Linked DNA regions of Gossypium arboreum: region 2 is linked to region 1. Evidence: chromatin contacts called from public Hi-C data. All regions are on one chromosome and are shown on one strand. The core of a region is the stretch at or near the end of the contact, and the rest is flanking DNA. Distances in the headings are between cores, read along the strand shown.

Region 1 (5,568 bases), core at 1,729-4,228:
CTTTGCAAGCTCTTGCTCCTGTTGTTGTCTTTCTCTCCTCTTCTCAGCACTTTCTTTCTCCTTGTGGGAGTTTGGTGGGAACCGAAGTGCACGCACAGCCTCGTTATGCATATTGAGGCAGAAAGCAATCCTAGAGTTGAATGCCGTTTGAGGCTCAGTTGTAGAGTAGATGTCGCCCGTCTCCTTGGACAGCATACATCCATTTGAATGATCCAATGTTGCATCGATTGCTCCATCTCTGATTGCCTTGGCTACTATGCTCTCAGCATCGGCAACAGAGTCCAATCTAAGCTTCTTGCCAACATCAGCCAGTGCAATGCGAGAATATGAGATACTTATGTTGCGTAGCCCAGTCCGAATGACATTATGCCGCAGCCTAACAATCAAGTTATGGGTCCGGTCTGAACTGAAAGTAGTTGAGAACTTCTCAGCAACAGATCTGAAAAGCTCCAAATCACCAATGCGGACAGCCTGAAAAATACACAGATGTTGTGTTCTCAGAACCATTAGTAAAATCTAGGAACCACTGAAACCAAAGAGAGTCCAAAATGATTATAACGTGAGCATATATGCACATGATTCTCTCCATTTCGTTTCTAGGAAAGACATGCTTGGAATATCAAACTTGGTTCTCTATAAAGTAAGACGACTACACAAACTTAAACTCACATTTGTCAGTTCAAAGTAAGGCCTCAATGCTTTCTCCATGCCTTTCTGCATAAACACAGTCCTCTCGGGGATTTCTCCAAGCAGTAATCGAACAATGATAGCCCATTTGTTGCATTGAACCCGAAAACCAAGGGCTGCAACAGGAGCTTTCCTAGCAGCTTGGAGGAGACATTCTTTGGCATCTGTGTACTCCAATTGAATTGTCCTAATCTTCCCCAAGTAAAAAAGGTAGCGGCAAAACTGCAGAGGATAACCATTGTCTCATGAATAGAATCAAACTATAATGTTTTTACAGTTACAACAATAACCAAAAGCCATGCCAAACTCCAGGTAACCATTTAATAACCATAAAAATACAGCTCGGTTACTTTAACATTTACTGTTAAAAGACAAAAAGATAACAAAAAACCGTGACTTACCTGTTGGTTTGAGTGAGCTTCAAATCTAGGTGCCTTTGATCTCAGTTTCTCAGCTTGGTCATACAAATTGTAATGGAGGTAATTGCGAAGTAGCAGGTTAAGAAGAGTCTCCTGCATGAGAACGATATATTTAAAAATATGATCCTTTCAGAGACATAATTGCTCAAATGTTTGAAAATTTACCTGACCCAGCTCGTCATGGCGCAATGTTGCAATCCGGTGCAGGGCTAGAAGGTTACTGTCAAATTAAAGATCATCCTAATTAGACCTAGAATGTCATATGTACTTCTGATCATGAATAAAAGAACTATAACATGCTGAGGTTTATTTAAAAGGAAACGCACATCAGAAAAGATGCTAAAGACAACATATGATAAAAGTTAGGAATGAATCAAGTATAGCTCACCTCCTAATTTCAGAAAGAGTACCAGTGAGTTCATAGCAAAGAGAGTAATAAAAGTACAGCCTAGCAGCTAGAACATCGAGAGTCCTCCTGTTCAAATTCTTCAGCCGAGAAATGCTTGCAGAGGAACATGCCTTTGCCTGAAACAAGATAACATCATGTTCAAGAAACAGGAAACATCCTGATGAAATTATTTGCTAATGTACCTCATCATATTTCTTTTGATCAATCAGAAATATCAGGACAAGCAAATAGCAGTAGATTTCTAGCTCTGGCAAGGAATGCTTAGCAGGAGGTTGAGCTGTGGAGGTTGCAGTGTCGACTTCCATCTCATTCTCATCTTCCTGAAACAAATTCAAACCATGAGTTCTTAAAAGAACAATTAATTCAGGACTTATTAACTTACAATCATTGTACTCATAAACAAAAATTATTTCTGTGAGGTGAGAAACTAGACTGGCTGACAGAGAAACTAGGCTGGCGACTAAAGCATTTCCTTGAACTTGGAACCAGAAAGCCTAATACACTGGTGAAGGTGACAACGGAGAAAATAACATCATACCTCACAACAGAGTGCAAACAAAGGGCAAATCACCAAAAATTAACTTCAAAGATGCAACCAATTATTTTCTATCTTTAGCATTTGTTGCACTTCAATGCTTTTAATTAACTAAGACATCATGTCTAATCTAAGAGGATGGAATGGCAATCACTTCACCACAAGGGGGAAAAACACTTCCACATCAATAACTGAATATTACGATGTCCCCTTCAAAAGATTACCTTAGGAAGATAAGAAGAAAGACGAGTGAAGGCCTCGGATCCAGGGGTAAGAGCGAAACTGAGGAAAACGGAAAGCACGGATGCCTTCAACTTCCGTCTTAAAGCCATTGTAAGTCGTATAGCCCTCAAAATACGGCGAGCTTCACGGTCATAAGCACCGGTCTCAATCAGAGACGCAATTTCCTTCAAATCTAACAGAAACCCAGAAAATTTTATTCAAATCCGTGAAAACCCACAAGTTACCAGTCCAGAAAACGCTAAAAGAAAATCAGATTTCTATCACCAAACGTCAAAAAAATATGCGCTAGAGATATTTGGATGTTATAGAAGCATAGATAGATTGTACTTACGGTGCAAAGTGGAAGGAGAAGAGGAAGGAACGGAATTGGACGGAGCTGGTTGCTCTTTCATCTCCACATCTTGAGTCATCTTTGAGAATCTGAAAAATGCAAATTGAAAACGAATTTTGACGTGAAAATCAAGGGGAAAAAAAGGTGAAATATTGATTAGGGAGATGCTTAAAACTGAAAAAGCACAAAGGGAAACGAGAAAAAAAAATTACCTTTGATTCACGAAAGGAAGAGCTGGATTTTGGGGGAATCGAGAGCCGAGCCTGCAGTGGACTAAGGTTTTAGTTTCTTCAGCAGTAGGTCTTGTGAGAGGAGTTGAAGAAAGCGAAAAAGGCCGGACTGAACGACGTCGTTTATATGGAAATCAGAAGTCATTATAGAATAGGTCTAGAGAGCCCAAATAAACTCTATATTGGGCCACGGCCCATTATTCTGTTAGATCCTGTCTTGTGGGTTCATCTATGTAACTATAACTTTATAAAATTAAGGCTTTATTCATTAATTCAACAATACTCCAAGATTGATTCTTAAAGGGTTTTTTTAATTTTAAAAAAATAATACCAACAAATAAAATGTGATACGTGTCATGTTTTTATTATTGAATATCATACATTTTTTGGGTAAATGAGACAATTAATAGTTGAAGTATCACTTCTAACTAAAAGTGTTCATGTTAGGTTGGGCTAGCTTGGGTCCAACTACCATACATAGTTGTTAAAGCGCAACCCGAATTGAAATATGGGTCTCATATTTTGCTCAAGCCCACATTTATTTGTAAATGACTACTCCAAGTTTATTGCCAACATAGTATGAAAGCTTACAAGAATAGTACATAGAAAAGGCAAGAGGGTCGACGCTGCGTTGATGGGTCCAGGTTTGACTAGAAGGTTAGCATGCTCAGAAATGACCTTGATGATGTGTTTGTCGATGACTTGACGATACACGTTGTTCCCCTACTATCAAATATTCCTTCAACGGATAGAATCGCTCGTGGCCCACCTGACTGAACCATTGCATGTATACCTCAGAGGTATAAAAAATACTATCCTAATGATAACTCTTGAAAAGAGGTATATTTCATGCCTTTAGACCTAGCCAATTGCTTGTACTATGTACATTTAGTTGCATTTTAGGACATTTCATTAGTATTTTTATCATTGCATTAGGAGCTTGGACAGTGTTTAAATATTAGGTAATTTTAATTGTTTGTGGTAGGGCTGTGTTTGGTGGTTTGGTATGTACAGGTTGAGGAATGAGAAATAAATGAGTGAAGGTTTGCCGAGGCAAAAGGTTGGACATTTTGTCAACACAGATGCTGTGACAATTCCAGGAAGACCGAGTCAATACTCAACGCATACTAGTTTCAGCCAAATTGTACTTGTACTGGAAAAATCTACCTAAAAAAGAGGATAAGATAATCTTGGGTTATTAAAAAAAGAATTTAAAAAGATGAGAAGATAAACATGGGTTGTTAGATTTACCCTAAGGAAAAGGCTATAAAAAGCTAAAGGAGGAAACCTTAAAGGACGAATAAGGTTGGAGATCCATAGGGAAACGAGAAGGTAGCAGTTGAGTAGAGACGGAAAGAGGAAGACGAATGCAGTTCTTCTCAACCACCACAGGACACTGTGCCACTAGAGTGTGAACTGGACACACGAAAACTATCTTCCCAATGTTCTTCTATTATTTCTTAACTATTTCTCCGTGAATTAATTTGATGAAAACCATGTTGAATGATATTTTGGTTTTGAATTCTATTTGCCAACCCATGAGTTAAATCTCATAGGGTTGGGATTACTTGATGAAACCTTTATTTTCTTTAATGGTTAAAACTTAAATCTGAATTAATTTACTGTTTCATTCAATTGTTTTTTTTTCAAAATTATATCCTTAGACATAGACAACTGTACAACATGCCTATAAACTAATTTAATTCTGAAAAAGTTGGATTAGTTGGACCAAAATTGAATGATATGAGCAAGTACTCGATAGATACTTGTAGTTGACTCTAGACATAGAGCAAAGTTCATACAAAAGGAAATAGTGCAAGGTACCGTATTAAAGGCCTATAGGCACGAACAAGGTAACTTGATGTTTTTGCTCTCGAAAGAAGTAAACCACTTTGGAAATCTTCTAAGCAATAGATTGATTACGATTTTGCCAAGGCATTTCTGACAGTAAGGGTAGATTCTTAGTAATTCCAACCTTCCATATCAACATCGTATATCCCTTATCCCTTGCCATAGTATATTTGCCAAGGCATCCTTAGTTGTTTACTTGTTCAATTACATATTATTCATATAATTATTTTCGTAATTGCCACTGCATTTTTACTCTTGCATTGCTATGGCATTTTCAATTATTCATCAGTTACACATTTTGTTCACATTAATATTCCTTTTGTTTACCACTACATTCTTATCATTATTTTGTTATAACATTAATCTAACTTTATTATAGTAACTTGACCATTTGTATACCTAATCCGGTCCCTGTGGAGACGATCTCACTTATCACTTTATTACTTAATTCGAAATGTATACTTGCATAATTCGCATATCATATTCACACGTGACACCTTGATAATTTCCCCATATATGCTCTACTTAGCTCATTTGTCTCAAACCTCAATCCATGGTGCATGCTTCATCAACTAATGACTCTTCTGCCTCTTTATATCTACCTTATGGAGTTGCTCGATGTTCTAAGGCTTCACCGAAATTTCTTGGGTGAACCCGAATTAGCGTTTCACTCGATTAAGGTGCTTCTACTCTATGATGTAGAAATAAATTATGGGCATTTACACCCTGAATAACACATACTACTTAAAAGCAATCTTTGGTATAATGGTAAGCATTATGTTGTCTAGTTAAGGTATCCACCGAAATTGCAAAAATATTCATTATCAAGATACTGAATTTCATTGAATGTGAAAACAAAATCA
Region 2 (5,568 bases), core at 1,487-3,986, 220 kb after region 1:
TGAATAGTCATTGCAGCAGTATTATTTGAAATTACCAAGGACAGAAAAGCACCCAAGACACAAACAGAATAGGTTTCCCTTGAGGCAGACCAGGCCAGACACACAAGTAGAAGAGTTGTCTTCATCATTTCACTATCCACCTTTTCAGTAAAAGTTGTCTTTTGGGTTTTATTCCACAATGCTTGGATGCAAAAAGAAAGTGAGCGCTCACAGGTACCATGCATTAGCACTAAAACCGATCTCTTCAGTAGGAATGCATGAAAATAATGGAGCCAACCCATCAAACAAAAGATAATTACTCGTTCAAACATAATATCGGGTATTCAGAAGGATTGGAGTTTCATTATCTTCTAAGTGTAATTTTGTACAACATGTAATGATACACATCCTAGCAGGCTTGATTATGATCATGAAAATGAATAGTTACAGGTTTTACAATTTAAATAACAAAAACATCCAACTTATTCCTACCGTAGATAGAGAGAGACCAAGAATTGAGAGAAGAGTATAATTTCACCAACTACAGTAGCTGGAGAGTGTATTCCAAGAAATGGGACTATGTCTACCTGCAACCAGTTTTCAACGGCTGATCCCACCACTGCACCAGCAACAAGCCCCCCTATAGTTATTAATGTAGCCTTACCTGCATAAGGGAAAAATGATATATTTTTTTCCAAACTGAAGTTTAAACAAATTCGGAACTCACACAAGTATGCAGTGGCAATCTAATATATTGGAAGAAAGGGTCATAAAATCCCAAAGGTGCCAACTTCCTTTTGCTTTAAAGGACTTCACTAGCAAAGCTTCATCTCTACTTGGGGAAAAATGTCAACGTTCTCATAGAGAGAAATTAATCAAAATTTCTAAAAATTCAGTACGATCCTATAACCATGAGAAATCTTCTTCTATGATTGATAAGGGGAATTCAGGGAATTTCTAGAAATAAAATTTCACAAGCAATACCATATGACAGCTGAATACAAATAAATGCTATTAAAGTAATAACTAATGTGGCTTGAACTATAGTAAATTGCCAGCATGATATATACATTTTGCCATCATATACAATGTTTCGGCTCTTCTCTCTTGATCCCTCCTCTTTCCTTCTCCATTTAAGATGAAAAACAATCTGAATAGCAACTGAACTTTCATATTTGAGAAAATAACATATAACTAAAGTTCTATGATATATGCAAGAAGCCACATTACCTAACTTCAAGTTCCTTCTGGTCATGAAATACAAGGAAGCTCCGAAGCTACTTGCTAAGATAAGCCCAGCAACATCAGGTCCGGCATAAGGAATTGCAGAGGATGTAGAAGTTTCATTCACATACGTCAGGACCATAAGAGCCCCATATACTCCAGCTTGTAAGCCCAAATCACCTGTAGATGGTGTTTCAACTGAAACAGGTAAATTCTTCGTAGTCGTTTGCACCCACTGAGGCATTGATCTCACCCCAAGTGGATTAACAGGTTTAACATCTGCAAATCTAATGCTTCTGTCTACAACTTTTCCAGCTCGTCGTTGTGTTAAGCTCCTCATAAGCAACATGTCATATGCAGCCTCAACCTAAAACACAAATCAAAGTATTAAGAAAGCAAAACTATAGAGAACCATACAGGAGTCAATATCCTCACCGGACAAAAGAATAGATGTAATAAAATAGAAAATATACAGTTCACATTCATCCAAAAAAAAAAAAAAAAAAACAAGCTTATCAGTTAAGTGAGAAAAACATGCATAGATGAACCACCATAAGCATCATAGGACCACTTTGTTGCAATGATATAATATTTGTTTAATCTAAAAAATGGGAAATGTTCCACTAGGCACCATCCTAAATATATATATAACAAATGGGAAAGCACATGCTATACAGAAAACTCTCTCTCTCTCTCTCTCTCTCTCTCTCTCTCTCTGGTTGGAAAAGTGCTCTATAAAGAACAATTCAAAATCCAAGCAATACACAAAGTAAAAAACTGAAACTCCTATTGAAAACATAAATACAAGTCAGAATTTTGTTGATTTACAAAGCTCATATAACAGATGACAAAAGATAACAAGTTATGAAGGAAACATTCAATAAGCCCCTGCAATACCAAAGAGACAGATCTCAAAAATTTTCTACAAATATATTCATGAATATCTAAAAACTCACCATCCAAAACATCAAACTTTACGTGAATGACAAAAGAAAGAAAAATAATACATATGAATAAGTTCAATACTCAGAAGCAAAATTATCAATATTTTGACCAAAATTTAAACACTTATGACCCAAATCTTAAAATTTTCAATGTGAAAAAAGAAAGGCAATGAATCAACCTGGGCGATAGCTTCTTGGTTATCCTTAATAGAGGCGACAATCGAATTCTTGGCGCGAAGAATATCATCAAAAGAAGCACTTTCGGAGACTCCAAGGAGATTGAGCGCGTTCTCAACAGACATCTCGAACGGAGCGGAGTCATCAGCTCGTGAACCGGCACGAGCGGCTAATGGTCGTCGCGTATGGAGGATTGCGGCGGCTCTCCAGGGCTCGATTTTAGCGGGTTTTAAAGAAGGGTGGGTTTGGTTAGGGAGGCGCACCGGCGGTCTGGGAATAGGGGAGCCGGGAGTTAGACGGTCAGGCCGGACGGAGAGTGTGTGTACAGCCATTTCGGAAGAAGAAAAAAAGCAAGGATTTGATATTTTTGGACAACAAAATATAAGGCCAATGTAATAGTAATTGGGAGTATGTTGTATATATTATAGGTATTATATATGCAAAATATAAATTTGTAATTTGTAATTAAGTTGAATTAATTAGTTAAATGATCCTATCTTATTTTTTAATTTAATTATAAAAACAATTAAGATAAAAATATTAAAATTAGTTTAAATTATTAATATTTTATATCCATTGATGGTACAAGTCAATATTAGTTGAAATAGAGCAAAAACACAAAAGAAAATTTGATAACAACAAAATGATACATATATGCTACATAGTTTGGACTAAAGATAGTTCTCAGGTCGGGTTCGGACCGAGTTTAAGAATGGAATTAACGCATTTTTATGCTAATTCAAGCTCGACCTAACTCGAAATATGAGCTTAAAATTTTATTTAAACCTATCTATATTTACAAATAGTTAACCCAAGCCCGTTTTAAATTTACTCATATTATTTTTAAAATTTTTAAAATATTTATATTATTTTTAATTTAGGAATTTAATATTTTTTTTGCATTTATTAAATTTTTATACATAGACCACTTAATATATTTTTTAATATTTACATTATAGTATTATATATTACTATAAATTTAATATATTTTTTTGGTTATAAATTACATAACATAGTATATTACAAAATTAAAAACAGAATGAATGGAACTCAAGCGTGAGATGAGCCTATTTTTAAACATATTTATATTTTGTTCGAACTCATTCTTTTAGCTTAATATTTTAGAACAAATTTTCTAAAACAAGAAAATTAAAAAGAGTTTGAAAGTCGTAATTGAAGCAAATAATTAAGATGCTCTATCTATACTAATTCAATTTTATCCATTTATTATAATAATATTTGAGATGCTCTAGTTACAATTTCTTTTTCATTTTATTGTAATTTTAATAATTATTCAAACTATATTTTTGTTGGATGTGGTATTTTCTAAATAAAATAAAATTAATCATTTCAATATCACTTAAGACAAAAATAAAATAAAATCAATTTAAAATTAGAATATGGTTTTGGAGCCAGTTTACTAATCAAACCAAACTAAAATAGTCAACAAAGAAATGAAGAGTCCGTCAGCAAGTTACTTGTTATGGTATAAAGGAATAACATGGACAGGAAACATGTTTGCCTGTGAGTAAATGGTCAATGTGGATCAATTTAAATCCAGTATATAAATTTTAAGATTTTTAAATTATTTTTGCTTTGAGTTTAGATCATTTTTTACCAGAGTTAATTTTTTCATAATGCAATATCACTAATAAGCATAGTTTTTCCATTGTACTTCCTGTCGAGGAAGATGAGCCTCACATTCAAGCACTTAGGAACCAAAATACAAGGCTTAAAACAGATTATCAGCCAACTGATTAGTTTCCTAGGTAAATCTAATATAAATATTGTATATATGAAATTATGAATGCACCTATGGGCTTGGAGAATATGCAAGGCTGAAACAATAACAGCTAACTTCAAAACAAATCATATTCAGGATACAACTTTCTTTGTTTCCCATCTACTATATACAGTAGTTTACAAGAGCATCCATGTTAAGCAGGGATGGATCCATAAAAGAACTCATTCAATAATTGTTTCAAATTCGAAAGATGTAAGAATAACTAGCTAATGAGAAACATCAGCCTGCTTTTGATGTTCTTACCACTGGTGGGAGGATAACGGAATCAAGATTCTTTGGATAGGGAGTCCACAAGCCAAATCCGCCTCAGACTCTCTTTCATGCTACTACCATTTCCCTTAAATTCGCTCAAACTTTTAATCCACTCTACTTTAGAAGAATGCTCTCGAGTATGCAGGTGCAAGACAAATAGTGAATTGTACTCGCAATTCTGAAACATAAAGAACTTAAACAAGCCCCTTAACCTGTAAACAATGTAACCAAAGCTAAGCTGGTCTCTTGGTGTGAAGAGATTGACTTCGTTGAACCACAAGCAATTGAACAAATTATTCAGAGCAGTATGTTCCCTTATAATTATGGCTCCCTCAGGCACGTCTGCACTTGGTTATGACGAAATATTTAGTTTGCATTGACAGAACTAATAACAAGAATATTACACATTCTTTATGAACTCAGATTTTGTGTAAGAATAATATGTATCCCTTCGTACCACTAATAGTATTTTTCTTCAAACTCCATGGCTCCATTCCCTCATAGTAATATATATTCATCTGCAGATCAATAAGAGGTCTGGCATATCGCTTTCTCCGTTTGTTTGCATCAGCCTCCTCATATATACTCTTATGATGTTTGTGCCGAGCAATCGCATAAGTATGTTTATCATGCCATAAGTATCTGCCAATAAGAAATAATTCAATCTAACAGCTTCTGCATCATGATAATAATTCAAACTTCATATAGCTTGGGAGAAATAAATCAGTAAGTCCTAACCAGAAAGGTTATTGGTTGAATGCTTTCTTTCAAACAGGTAAAATTTATGTTATATCAAAAGATCATAATGCATGCTTCTCGCAAATTTAGATTCTTTAAGAAAAATCTTAACTCAATCTATCAACTTCTTTAAGAAAACTCTTAACTCAATCTATCAGCAATCATCGATCACATGGTCACCTATTGCATTTAAGACACAATTATTACTACAAACAGAATATTAACTAACTTCAAAGAGTGCCATAATAAGGCCACTCTTTAGCAAAACCCATAAACCTAAAGTAATTGTATCATTTCCTCTAATTCATTCACAGGGAAAATTATGTAAGCTGCAAAGTTCTTAACAATTCATTAACATGAGAATTTACCTAATTTATAAATAGTTATATCCATGGTGCGTGCTTTAATAAATTAAAAGAGATTGTCTTTCCGCTAATTCATCAACAGGGA

What was found. Hi-C and Micro-C count contacts between places; a contact is called where the count stands out from the background.
Region 2: a Hi-C map of leaf shows a contact between it and region 1, with 7 times the contacts expected there. The contact joins the promoter of LOC108465013 here to the promoter of LOC108467224 in region 1. A contact is called at or near these places in 2 of 5 Hi-C or Micro-C datasets (both in leaf).

The regions. Positions count from the first base shown.
Region 1 is chr2:102,903,754-102,909,321 of ASM2569848v2, forward strand. LOC108467224 (probable 26S proteasome non-ATPase regulatory subunit 3) reads right to left here and starts at 2,979. Exons shown (of 9, transcript XM_017767809.2): 1 at 2,837-2,979; 2 at 2,625-2,713; 3 at 2,275-2,465; 4 at 1,698-1,835; 5 at 1,495-1,631; 6 at 1,272-1,326; 7 at 1,089-1,199; 8 at 670-909; 9 at 1-471. The coding sequence starts at 2,703.
Region 2 is chr2:103,123,417-103,128,984 of ASM2569848v2, forward strand. LOC108465013 (protein CHAPERONE-LIKE PROTEIN OF POR1, chloroplastic-like) reads right to left here and starts at 2,737. Exons shown (of 3, transcript XM_017765315.2): 1 at 2,327-2,737; 2 at 1,210-1,570; 3 at 321-643. The coding sequence starts at 2,656. The coding sequence ends at 468. It overlaps LOC108462559 (probable hexosyltransferase MUCI70), which reads right to left. Exons shown (of 8, transcript XM_017762503.2): 7 at 4,838-5,022; 8 at 4,156-4,722. The coding sequence ends at 4,394.